Linked DNA regions of Drosophila melanogaster: region 1 is linked to region 2. Evidence: chromatin contacts called from public HiChIP or PLAC-seq data. All regions are on one chromosome and are shown on one strand. Each heading gives the region's core, a stretch centred on a gene start, on an enhancer-like site or on the middle of the called end of the contact. The rest is flanking DNA. Distances are from core to core; before and after follow the strand shown.

Evidence for each region. HiChIP or PLAC-seq counts read pairs in DNA pulled down with a chosen protein or histone mark.
Region 1: an H3K27ac HiChIP or PLAC-seq map of the Kc167 cell line shows a contact between it and region 2, with 4 times the contacts expected there. The contact joins the promoter of CG15445 here to the promoter of Tak1 in region 2. A contact is called at or near these places in 3 of 107 Hi-C or Micro-C datasets (the D17-c3 cell line, the ML-DmBG3-c2 cell line and the S2 cell line) and 2 of 6 datasets of contacts at active chromatin or transcription factors (both in the Kc167 cell line).

The regions. Positions count from the first base shown.
Region 1 is chrX:21,114,533-21,121,215 of dm6, forward strand. It overlaps CG15445, which reads left to right and starts at 2,629. Exons shown (of 5, transcript NM_134592.4): 1 at 2,629-2,872; 2 at 2,931-3,083; 3 at 3,784-4,239; 4 at 4,330-5,130; 5 at 5,247-5,912. The coding sequence starts at 2,964. The coding sequence ends at 5,726. It overlaps unc (uncoordinated), which reads right to left and starts at 2,382. Exons shown (of 7, transcript NM_001298583.1): 1 at 2,184-2,382; 2 at 1,502-2,097; 3 at 924-1,208; 4 at 1-808. The coding sequence starts at 1,811. It also overlaps asRNA:CR44374.
Region 2 is chrX:20,521,675-20,527,548 of dm6, forward strand. It overlaps Tak1 (TGF-beta activated kinase 1), which reads right to left and starts at 3,254. Exons shown (of 8, transcript NM_079356.3): 1 at 2,225-3,254; 2 at 1,385-1,684; 3 at 831-1,146; 4 at 590-771; 5 at 1-367. The coding sequence starts at 2,293.

The sequences.
Region 1 (6,683 bases), core at 1,379-3,878, 590 kb after region 2:
TGGTTCCTGCCACTGGTTACCTCATGCTCCTCTTCCTTGTCCCCGGTGGCAATTTTGATCACCGGTTCGCCCGGGTTAAATGCTTGACCAGCTTTCAAAAGTCGCTCCCTTTCGCGCAGCTCCTTCATTAGGAGATCCTCGAATTTTGTCGATGATATCACCTCAACGGGCGGAGCACACGACTTGGCCAAATGGCGGAGATTCTTAATCAGCTGATTAAGCTGCTGCTCCACGGAATGCAGAGATTGCGAGACACGACCGCCCACAAAGACACTTCGGCCATCTGCGCCCAGAATCAGCTCGTGCTCCTCCGTCTGATACAGACCAGTGGTGTCCACCTCGGGACGAGCTTCCACGCAGGCAGAGGGCTCCGTTTGACAGCCGGTGTCTTGCAGAGAGACAGGGACCGGTTGTTCCACCTCCTGCTTAGGCACGGACCTCCTGATCTCCACCAGCGTTCGCATAAGAGCCATCAGCAAGCACTGCGTTTGTCCAGCCAGATCCTCCTCGTAGTGGGCCTCCGCCAGCTTTCCAAATTCCGAATCCGCTAGAGCTTCTTTTTCTCCCAGTATGGCGGCCACGACCTTCTGCAGTTCCTCCGTCTGGAATCGGAACTCCGGCCGACTCCGGAAGTCCGGCAGGTTGCTGCGATGCGGCGTCTCGCTGCAGAAGACCGACAGTGTGAAGTGGCAGTTCTGGGAGTGCAGAAACTCCGCCACCAGAGTGTGCAGCACCATCGCCAGTGGCGAGACGAGCAGTGCGTGGGACTGAGCCATCTGCACACCAGCAGCCTTGCTCAAGAGCTGGCCTGGAACGGGTACATTTATGGTTAGATCGATTAATAAATTAAAAAGGGGGTTTTCAATAAACTTTGAGATGCCAAATAGTAAAATATCTTTCATTAGTTTGATTAGCAAACCCACCGAGTGCCGTATTATTGAAGCAGTGAATGAGCTCCACCCGCAGGTGAGAGTGCATCTCCCGGGCAATCCCCTCCTGGTCCAGCCACTGGCGGAACTTCACCTCGAACTCCTGCTCCGACATCGCGGCCAGTTCCTCGAGCTGTTGCCTCAGCCGTTCCGCCCTGGCATCGGAGTCATCCTGCTCCTCAATCTGATCCTGAGGAATAGGTACGTGCTTTCTGGTAGGCCTTCCTGTGCGGTATCCGTGTGCTCCAACCTCCGGGGGCAATGATGATCCCCGCGTTACTGAACACAAAATGGGATTATCAGTGAATATGAATCGCTATTAAGTTCGTAAAGGTTTATTGTACTGAATATTTTAATTTGAAAAGATTATTTTTCGAACAAATTTGTGTACGTCGGAGTATAAAGATTGCTGGTTTCTTAGAGTTATAATAATAATAATAAAAATAGTTATAATAATAATATTAATAATAAAAATAATTATTATAATAATAATAATAATAGTTATAATAATAATAATACTTATAATAATAATAATAAAAATATTAATATTATTATAAAAATAATAGGCCCACCTCTAGTTATATTTGATGGTCCGCACGGTCCTGGTCTGCCCAGTCCGGTTGCTTGGAGTCGCTCCCTGGACTGCGTCATTCTCCGCCTGGCGGGATCGCCGTCGGTGCTGATCCTTCGATTATGCTGGCGCACCCGCTGTGTCGCCGACGCCGCTGTGGCCCGCTCCTGCTTAATCTGCTCCTCCCGCTCCCGCTTTGCGGCCTCGTGCTTCCGCTCCCGCTCGCAAGGCATGCCGATGCCGCCCACATCCCGCTGCTTCGCCCTGAACGATAACGTTGTCGTGCTCGCCGGCACGTGGCGAACCTTCATGCCGTCCTGAAGGAACTCGAGGCTCGGATGGGATCGAGAGTTGGTCTGCGTATGCTCGGATAGAACCTCTGACCGCCGCTTACATGCGCCGCGTTTGAGTAACTGAACTTTCCAGGTAAAACGAGCACGAGCGCAAGACACTCACCACCAACAGCGAAATGTGACAGGTGCGACGGAGCCTGCCCTGCCACCTGGGAACTGAGTGAAATTGGGGAGGAGGTCAACTCGATCGTCGGGGGTTGGTCCTCCTAAAGGCGTCAGCTGTGTTGCCTATGTGAAGCGTGCTCTAAAAATTAAGTGAAATATATGACAACTGAGTTCTATGAAATGGTATTCTAAGCAAAAGCTTATTTATCATAAGTAATTGCTCACTAATACTTATAACGGCGGCAGTATTTACTGCCGAGCCCATATTAAAACAGCAATACTTCTTGTGGAAGCGTGTATTTGGTGTATTTTTCACAATAATAATATTTTGAATTTTAATTCAAAACAGTTCCGCTTTAAAGTTGGCAGTTGACTATCGATAGATAATTGTCCGCAAAACAGCTGATTGCTAAGTAGTAAGTGCATCAGCCGTACTGACGGTGAAACTGAAATATGAGTTTCTTGCGTTAAATGGTATAGAAATAATATAATATAAATCAACAAGCACAGCTGTGTTTGCCAATGCGTTTTTATAAAAAACCAAATTTGAAGACTTTGACTATTAACGGGCAGAACGTTCATGTCAGTCAGCTTTTGCAAGCGTTTCGCTGTGGCTGACAGATGGCCGAGTGCTGCAAGAGCCGATAGCTATCGAGTTGCAGTTGTTGTGTCAAACGACAAAAAAGACCCAATTGCGGTGATTCCACCAGGCAGAGCTTATCCCATACGAAGACGCAGCACAGTTCACATTAAATAAATTTCCGTAAATAGTTCTTATTTGTCACCCGCCCAAAATTAAAGTCTACTCCACTGCACCCAACCCCGCGATTATCAACGACTGCGCATCGTTCTTTGTTGTTTCGTGTAGAAACACATGTGCAAGGAAGAAGAAGAACCAGAACATCACATCACTCGTAAATAGTAAATATCTAGAGCATGCCCGATCCTTTGTGACGCGTCAGTTTCAGCCAGTTCGCCACAATTTTTGCCAAGTCATCGTCGAAAATGTCACAAAACGACAACCTACTCATCCAGATCCGCGCCCTTCTCCAGTCCGATGGCGAGAAGCTGTGGGAGGAGCCCTACTACTCCGAAGATCTTGGTAGCATCGAGGGAGCACTAGAAGTACGTACTATATGCCCACCACCCCACACCTAAATGCCTTCCAGTCAGTGGTCGGGGAAATGACAAGAATGCCTGAAATACGGTTGGCAATATAGAAATATTATATTCAAAATGCATATATTATATATATATATATATATATATATTATATATTTATTTGTTAGTTCTTTTCACATTTGAAGAAGTAAGAAGCTAGTTTCGACAAGCCGTAACTTATATACACCTTCAGCTAAGTTCATATTATTAACACTTATTTTAGTTTGATTAGTTTGATCATATGATATTATTGTCCAATTAAAAATACTTAAAAAAAAAACAACATGACATTGCACAAACGAATCTTTTAAATTCCTATTATACTTTAATAATTCTGAATTACAAGAGTAACGACAAAGATATTATTTAGTTTCCTTATATAGGTTTTTGATCTGTTTCGCTTCGACTTATTTATAACGCCTAGAATAAAAATAAGATTTTAAACCGATAGATTTGTTGGCGTGTGAAAATGTGATTGCTTTCTTGAATTATTATTTATTTTTCAATAAATAGAGGTTGAGGGATTTTAAAAATAAAGTAAGACCAATAGTAGTCAAAAGAATAGCACATTACCAGCATTCATACTCAGGAACTCAGTAGCTTTGGATTAATATAATATATAATATTTTATTCTATAATAAGATGTGTATCCATTTCATTAAAGAACCTGGCGCAGAAGTACTCCGGCATGTTGGGCATCGATATAGGTCGCTGCAAGTTCTTTTTGACCGAGCTGCAGGAAAATGCTCTCCGTACGCTGGCCGCCCGACGTGAGTTCAGCACCACAGGAATTGCCACGTTGAAGGTTCGCCGCGTTGGCGAGCACAGCGGTGCCACAATGGTGGAAGTGAAGTGCAGCTTGGACATCGTGGGCTCCGAACTCCAGGCATGCATAGCGAAGAAACTGGAAGTGCCGAATGCTGCGCACGTCAAGTGCATCGCTGCCGGCAAAGTGGTGTCCGCCAATGCCACTTTGGCCGACCAGCAGTTGAAGAACAACCAGCAGTTGATTGTCATTGTGGGCGATGGGGATAATTCTGGCGAAGCCCTGTACGAAAGGATCAATCGCATCAAGGCCGATGTGGAGGCGGTGGTGTCCTCGAAGAATAACCTAATAGAGGTGAGTAAATCGGAAGGAAAGTTGCTTAGGTTGTTGTTTAGAAGGTTTTTTAAATCACACCACTTGTTTGTATTTTCGTGTCATGCCCAGATGGAGGATCAGAATGGCAGCCAAGTGTATTTGCCGCCTTCCGAGCATAAAGCCCTGCTCATGGGTTTGGGATTCTGTGAGAAGGCCCGTGCGGCCATGAATCGCAAGCATTTTGAGGAGGCTCTGCTCCTGCTTTTGGAGGCCGACGAGCATTTTTCTACCTGTGGCTCAAAGTTTCTAGAGTCCGTGGATAACTATGCTTTGCTGAACCTCGACATAGTGTGGTGCTATTTTTGCCTGAAGAACGTTACCCAGCTCCCGGATGCTGAGCATCGCTTGGCCCGCTGCAGTCGCAATTTCGGCATCAGCTATGGCGACAATTTGGAGAGGCTGTACTCCTTGAAGGGCAAGGACTGTCCCGAGAGGGCTTTAATTATGCGGCTTAAGTTGCTCCAGGGCGTGATCTTCTTCCACCAGAATCTTCGCAATCAGGCATTTGAGTGCTTCGAAGCGGCTAAAACTCTGCTAAATGAACTAAAGATCAACAACGACCAACTGGCTCTCCTGGTCGATATGGGCTTCGAGCCCTCCGAGGCTCGTATGGCCCTGCGCTCCTGCAAGGGCGGCACCGCCGTCGAACAGGCTGTTCAGTTTATTCACGAGCGTCGTCAGCAGCTCAAGAATGCACGCATGAAATATAAAGCGTCCGAGCGTGCTATGGAGCGCCGCCTGAAGCGCTCCAATTCCAAAGATTGCACCTGGGTGAATCCCCGCAGTGTCTGCAGCCTTGCTGACATGGGATTCGAGAGCGGACTGGCCACTATCGCCTTGCAGCGCTCTAATAATGATATCCTCCAAGCGGTAAGTGTGGCCAAGAATATATTCAATGACATGAATTGATCAGTATGTTTTAACTATAATCTCATGGATGTCACGTGTTTGTAAACTATAAAATAATAGAAATATTTTTTTCTTAGGTGGAACTGCTGCAGACAGAATCGGACGAACTTACTGGTGCTTCGCCATGGTTTCCGGTCACCGTAGACACGACCAAACTGGCTCAGCTTCTGCAACTGGGATTCAACGAGAACGACTCGCGCGTGGCCCTACAGAATGCATCAAATAACATGGAAGAGGCCATCGAGAGTCTGATGTGCGCCATAGAGAGCGAGGAGGAGCTGAAAGCGATTTTAAAGCACGTTGGGCGTTTGGCCGAAAATGGTGGGCAAAATCTTGACGGCCCCTCTACTTCGAACGCCTCCGGGCAGACGCAAGTTGCTTTGCCAGCGCCCATTATCGAAGCTGTTATCAATCATGCTCGCGTCGAGATTGAAACGTACAAGGCCTACGAGCGCTTTAACTCCGACCTCAAACTGAGCGACCTGGAATACCTGGACTTGCCACTTATCCAGGAGGAGAAGATCCTGACTGAGTATTTCAATATGCTGCAGCAGTAGCTTGTATTTGACTTGCCTTTTTTATATCTATACAAAAAAATATAGAAACCCGAAACCGGTTGTCAAGATAACTGTAATCATGACTTGTCTATATTGCAAATCGTAGTCTTATAATGGCACTTAAGTGGCATTCAGCTCCCCTCCCGGCTGCTGTTTGTCCAACTAGGCAAATAGTAAAATATAGAGATTTATAAGTACATGCCTTCTATTGACAACTGCAAAATGTGATTGCGCCGAGCCAGCGGGAGAATTCACCTTTTGGAGCCACCTGAAACTTGTTAGCGCCTCTGGTCATTGCTTATTTTTTTTTTATCGTTTGTTTTTTTTTTTGTCGCTTGACTCTCGACCCCGGCTCGGACGGCGGCGCTTGATTGGGTTCAGTCGTGACCTTGTCGAGGCCAAAGGGCGCCGCTCACTAAGCTCATCCCGTCGACGAATTGAGCGGAACTTACACGATTTGCTGTAAGTATTTGCTTTGCTTAGCAAAGAATTTATTTATTTATTCAAGTAGCACCAAGACTAAATATTATAAGTCAACTAATTGGTTTTCTATATGTATGTACATACATATGTGTAAAATAGTAATTTTCTATTTATACACGTTACTCGCAGAGTGAATAGTATGTAAAATGTTGTCTTGTACAAATTGGCACGGTGCCATAGGATTAAAGTATCCTGCGGCAAATGTGTTGCAAACATGTGTTTTTACATCCTTGTTGGGCGAAATGAAAAATTTAGCAACTGGATTTTTTTTTCCGTAAAAGTATTTGCTCTCATGAAATTAGGTGTGATAGGAAAATGAATTTGGTAGTTATCATACTCTTCAAATATCTGAAAATGTCCTATATCGTACAGTCTGTGGCTATACTTGTGTTTATTTTATAGTGCTAAGCTAAGACACGTGATATATACATAAAAATATAATTTGAAGAAACAAAACTTTATATCTGAAAAAAT
Region 2 (5,874 bases), core at 2,004-4,503:
GGATCATGCCGTTCCGGATCGTTTCGAGGCGCTGAGTGGCCTCAGCCGACGAGGTGAGGTTGAAGCTATCGTTCCGGCTCTCGTTGCTCTCCTCCTCGGGAATCGCGTCCCAGCGATTGGTGACCATATAGAATAGCGGATTATTGTCCAGTTGGCCCGAGTTCGTCGGCGTGATGTCCGATGATGTTGATGAGGTATTTTCGGTCATTGAGCTAGTCGTTGTTTTTGATATTGCTATCGCGTTCACATTGGCGTTGGCCGCCGTTGTCGGTGTTAACTGTGTGGACGAGGGGCTCAGTTCCCCCTCCTGCGAACTGAGGCTATCCGGTTGAGCGGCCACCGTGCCGTCGCTCTCTTTGGTGACAATCTGCGAGCAGTTCAAGGATCAAGAGTTAGCAATGTGTGGCAAAGGAAAATAACGCAAAAGTGATGTTATCCGTATAGGGTAATGATTGCATTTAGTGCCAAACAATATCGAATTTAAATTAGGTTTTAAAGACGGGCAGAGTAAAAGAACGCTTTCCTCAATAGATAAAAACACCAATTGACTCTTTTACAATTGTGTATTGACCCAATAAAGCTGTCTCACCTGTTGATTAACAAACGTGTATTCCAGGGCCTTGTCCGCCCCCGTATAGTCCTTGACGATCTCGTGCATAACGCCCACTATGTACTGCATCGACGGGCGATCCTCGGGCACCGTTTTCCAGCAGGCGGTCATCAGGTCCTCGATGCGCTTGGGGCAAGTGGTCAGCAGCGGCGGGCGTTCACCTGCGAGGAGCACAGATCTCGATAAGCTCGATGGAAAAAGAGTGAATTGGAGGACGCACCCTTGTAGATCTTCCACTGGATGGTGTAGGCATTGTCGATGCCTTTAAAGGGCTGCTTCCTGGACAGAACCTCCCATAGAACAATGGCCCAGCTAAAAATGTCACACTTCTCCGTATACTTGGAGCCTTCGAAGACCTCGGGCGCCATCCAAGCGGCACTGCCGCGATTGTTGGTCATCATGGTCGACTTGTCCGCCACCGTGCCGAAGTCGCATATCTTCAGATTGCGTCCCTTGTTGGTCAAGAGCAGGTTCAGCGGCTTCACGTCGCGATGTATTAGTGGTTTTGGCGTCATGGCATGCAAATATGCCAGACCCTAGAGAGGAAAACAAATGGAAATGTAATTAGGGCTAAACTTTAAACAAATTACTATTATTTTAATTCTGGTTATGCGGAATAGCTATTGAAATTGTTTAAGTAATCATGCAAGCAATGTGAATTACCACAATCCATTTGAGTCATTATTTCACCAGATAATTTCAACGAATTGGATGGAAAGCGCTACGGGGTTGAGCCCTACGTTATAACCGCCCCGCCCCTCGACGACGACCTACCTCTGCACATTGGCGCGCCCAGCTCATGGCGTGGGCCAGAGAATATGCCGGCTTCACCTTGCCGTGAAGGAAGTTGTGCAGCGATCCACCTTCGGCGAACTCCATTATCAGGTAGGTGGCCTGCTGGTACGAGGATATCCCGTGCAGAGCGATGATGTTCGGGTGCTTCACGCGCGACAACTGCTTCACCTCCTTCTCGATGTCCTTCTGCTCGGCGCTGGCGAAGAACTCCTTGACGGCAACCAGCTTGTCGCGCCAAACGGCCTTGCAGACCACTCCGTAGGACCCATGGCCGACTTTCTGCGGGGAAAAAGATTATTAGATCTGATTCAACAGTTGTACCCTCCTTGTGCAAAACTCCTCAATACTAATTACGTTATACACCTTGGTCTAACACAGTTTGAATTGACTTCAAGTAGAACACACGAACGCATTGTGATGGGTAAATTTGAAATTCGTTTCTTATCAAACTGATAAGATCGTATCGTTAATAAATATGCTGATATTTGTATACAGTCTGTAGTTTGTTTTAATAAGTTTGAAACGAAATCCTAAAACGAATGTAAGCATTTAGGAATGCGTAAGTTTAAAATATAAAACCTTTCTTGGGTTTTTTAACAGAGCTGTTACAAAGCATACACTTTTAAAACGAAAAAATAACCGTTTATAGATTAAAACATGCTTTTTGAAAGTGCGATAATCGTCTGACTAACTAAGAATGAGTACTTGCTCTGCCCTAAATGGTATATGATTACTGGTTGTTTATCGTTTCAAGATTGCGTATACGTATACACCAATAGGAGCTCTAGACTTTGGGTATATTCCGTTTGGTATGCACACCTCTCTTAGTGTTATCTCACTGAAGTCCACATAGGCTGCCTGCAGTGCGTCCAGCGATGCTGTGGCCATCTCCGTGGAACGCTAAGTATCCTGGTGTTCTCTACTTGCTTTTCAGATGCAGCTTTTGTTTGTCAGTGTTTTGGCTTACAAATGAGTACTAGTTTACCAGTTGCAGTTGCATTTGGCGCCGCTGATTACCAGATTTAAAGTTCTCTTCAACTGTCCAAGTATGCCACCGATTCCTTGCCTTAAGGCTCTCTTCTATGGTGTCCAGGTGGTGCGCTATTTTGGTAGAATTACCGGGATTTCGCCTTTTTAGTGGCTACGATTCCGTGGGTTCCCGATTTCATTGCTGGCTAACTGTGCCTTTGGTTCCCTCTTGGGGACAGAGTTTTCGGAATCTTTGCAAGATCTAGACCTGGATTCATCATAAAGTTTCTTGCCTTTGTATAGATTGCGACTGACAACTTTTACCACGTCATTTTGCTAAGATATGGTGTGTTTCGCAGTTCCCAGGAGACTTCAGATGTTATCTAGATTCCTCAGCTGCAGGTTCCTGGACAAAGTGGTGCGTGATGCCAACCCTAGTGGATCGGTTTCCGTGCTCAGCCGATTTCCCAGACACCGCGGTCTCCGTGTCCTTTGTAGTCTGCCTGGTTCCACCACTCGTGCTACCGGTAGACTTCTCCAGGCGAAGATGATTGCTGTGCAGGACTGGGACTGGAACTGTGGGGTAGAATGAGCAGGCGGTTGACAGCAAGAAGGTGGCTAGAAGAGGGGGGCACGAGTTTATATCGACCAGCGGAGAGGGCCCAGTGCGCACATCACATCCTGGCCGGGATTCCTCCGGATTCCGGGCTCAATGCTTGAACAGATGGCGTCTGCATCGGACGCTGCCTTGGCGGGTTCTTGCGTTCTTCGCTGTAGATATACGCCGTACTTTTCAAGTACAAACTTGTTTTTTTTTTAATAATTTAACAAGACCGTCATCGATACATTAGTGCCAGATATCGGGCGCAAGGTACGTCGATATTTTTGCCTAGCACAGTGTGGACTCGCCGATAACGATAACATTGGTATTTGTATTTTTAATTCCAGCGACATCAATGGATCTATCCACTTAAAAGATACTTATTATTTGTGTGACATATTTTCAAAAATTAGGCATCAATTTAATTTTTACACCCGAGATACCAATACTCCCAATAAAAATAGTGATGCCATCTCGTCAGAGGAGCTGTGTCGCCCTCTGGCGCTTTGCATGCGTCTCGGGGTACCTATTACCTCCGATAGATGGCGCCAGTACATCCCATTTCGAGAGTTTTCAATCGTTGTTGTATTTTTAAAACGATAAGATAGATCTATTTAATTCTCTCTACCCGCCCATTTCCTCTGGCAACTCCAGTTGTTGTTAAGACATTTTGTAGTAAAAATCCACACGAATTTCAAAAATCCACCAACAAGTGCGAAGATGTACTTATATTGTGTAACGGCTTGTCACCTTTCTCAATGCATCATAAAAGTCCATCCTGTTTGCCCAGCTTTTTGTTCGTAATAATACACGGAATACACGCGTCTATAAGCTTTTCGACCTTGCTCTCTAGGTGTGGAATCCAAAACTGCTGTTGTATAGAATGTACGGTTTGTTCTGGTTTGCATAATGTCCGAATCCATGAGCTTCGTTTATAATCTTACGTTCGATTATTTTAGGTACAATAAGCAAATCATTTCCTTTGACAAACATGAATAAAACTCCTCCCTTCAGTTTAAGGTCATTGTAAGGTCGTTCTTCCAATATCGTGCGTATGAAATGACATTTCTTTCACTTTATACGTAAGCCGAACTTCGCTGATTCTAATAGCACCAACTTTAGTTTCTTAATACATTCGTCATTCGTCTGTCCATATATTATAATATCATCCATATAGAGTTGTAGAATGTCTCGGGAATATGTGGTTTATAAATCTTATAAATGCCGCAGTAGAATTGCAGGAAATCGACACAGGGAAGCAATCCTTGAGAACCATGCTGTTTAATTGGCGATAGTCCTATACAGATTCTGTAAGTGCCGTACTTTTTTCTTCACTACGACAGTTCTACTGGCGAAGCTTGAAGTAGATGGTCAATCGATTTCTTCTTTTAACCAGTCATCGACTTGTTTTTTAACGGCTTTGGCTTTAACTGGCGGATGTCGACTTGGTTGATGACGAAACGTCTTAATTTTCTCATCCGGCACAATTGGAGGTTGGATGATATTCGTCTATCAGCTTCCGTATCATAGGTGCAAATTGGGGAGGAGCATTCACATTACTTTCAGTGCAAACATAATCGTGAATACTTATCTGGTTAATGTTAGCTACCTCAGGCCAAGCTGATAACGACACAAAACGTAAACCCATTTACATCCAGTGTAAATTGAAACTTCGATAGAAAATCGTATCCAATGCACTTCCATCACCTTCCATTTTTTCATCCGCCACCACGATGAAGTTTTGAACAGTCTCCATATCGTCTATTTGAACATCTCCAGCGAAAACTCCCAGAGGCAACGTGGCCGCCTTGCCCAGGCCACGCAACAAAGAACGACATGGACTTAGCACAACATCTTTTTGCCTCATGTACACCGAGTACATCACAACCGTAACATCAGCACCCGTGTCAACCCAGCAAGCAACTTCAATACCATTTAGTATAATCCTTTACCAATTGCACCAATTTCCAACCAACTGACTGCGGGCAACTTGTTGATATATGCACATATATGCACACAGCACCACACTTAAAGCACTTCGTTCCAGCATTGCAATCTTTCTTCATGTGTTCAGACGATCCACAATTGAAGCAACGAGCCGTCTTTTTATTGTTGTTATAATGCTGTTGCTGAATTTAAATTAGATTTTAAATTAGTAGCGCATTTAATTTATGAGTAATTATTAAAGTCCCGCTCGCATTTCGCTGATATGAATATCTTGTTATGATCTTTTTTTAATATCTTTGCTTTTTCTTCGGTAGTATTGACAAATTATACATATTTATACCGTTTACTCGTAGAGTAAAAGGATATACTAGATTCGTTGAAAAATATGTAACAGACAGAAGAAAGCCTTTTGCGACCATACAAAGTATATATATTCTTGATCAGGATCAATAGCCAAGTCGATCTGGCCATAACCGTCTGTCCGTCAGTCCGTATGAACGCCGAGATCTCAGGAACTATATAAAGCTAGAAGGGTGAGATTCAGCATTCAGATTCCAGAGACAAAGACGCAGCTCAAGTTTGTTGACCCATGTTGCCACGCCCATTCTAACGCCCACAAGCCTCACAAAACTGTGTTGATATTTTTTTCACATTTTTATTAGTCTTGTGAATTTCTATCGATTTGCGATAGACGGTCACGCCCACACTTTGGAATAATTTTTGAGTTTTTTCTTATTTTATTACCCAATGTCTATCGATTTCTCAAAAAAAAATTATGAAATATCTCGTTCGCATTCACACTAGCTGCGTAAAGGGTATCTGATGGTCGGTGAACTTGACTGACAGGATTACCTTCCAAACTAGAAAATTTCGTCTTTTAACTGAGAGAAAGAAACAAATTAGGTCTGTTCTGATATAAAATGAAGCATTTTAAAATTCAAATTGATTTTCG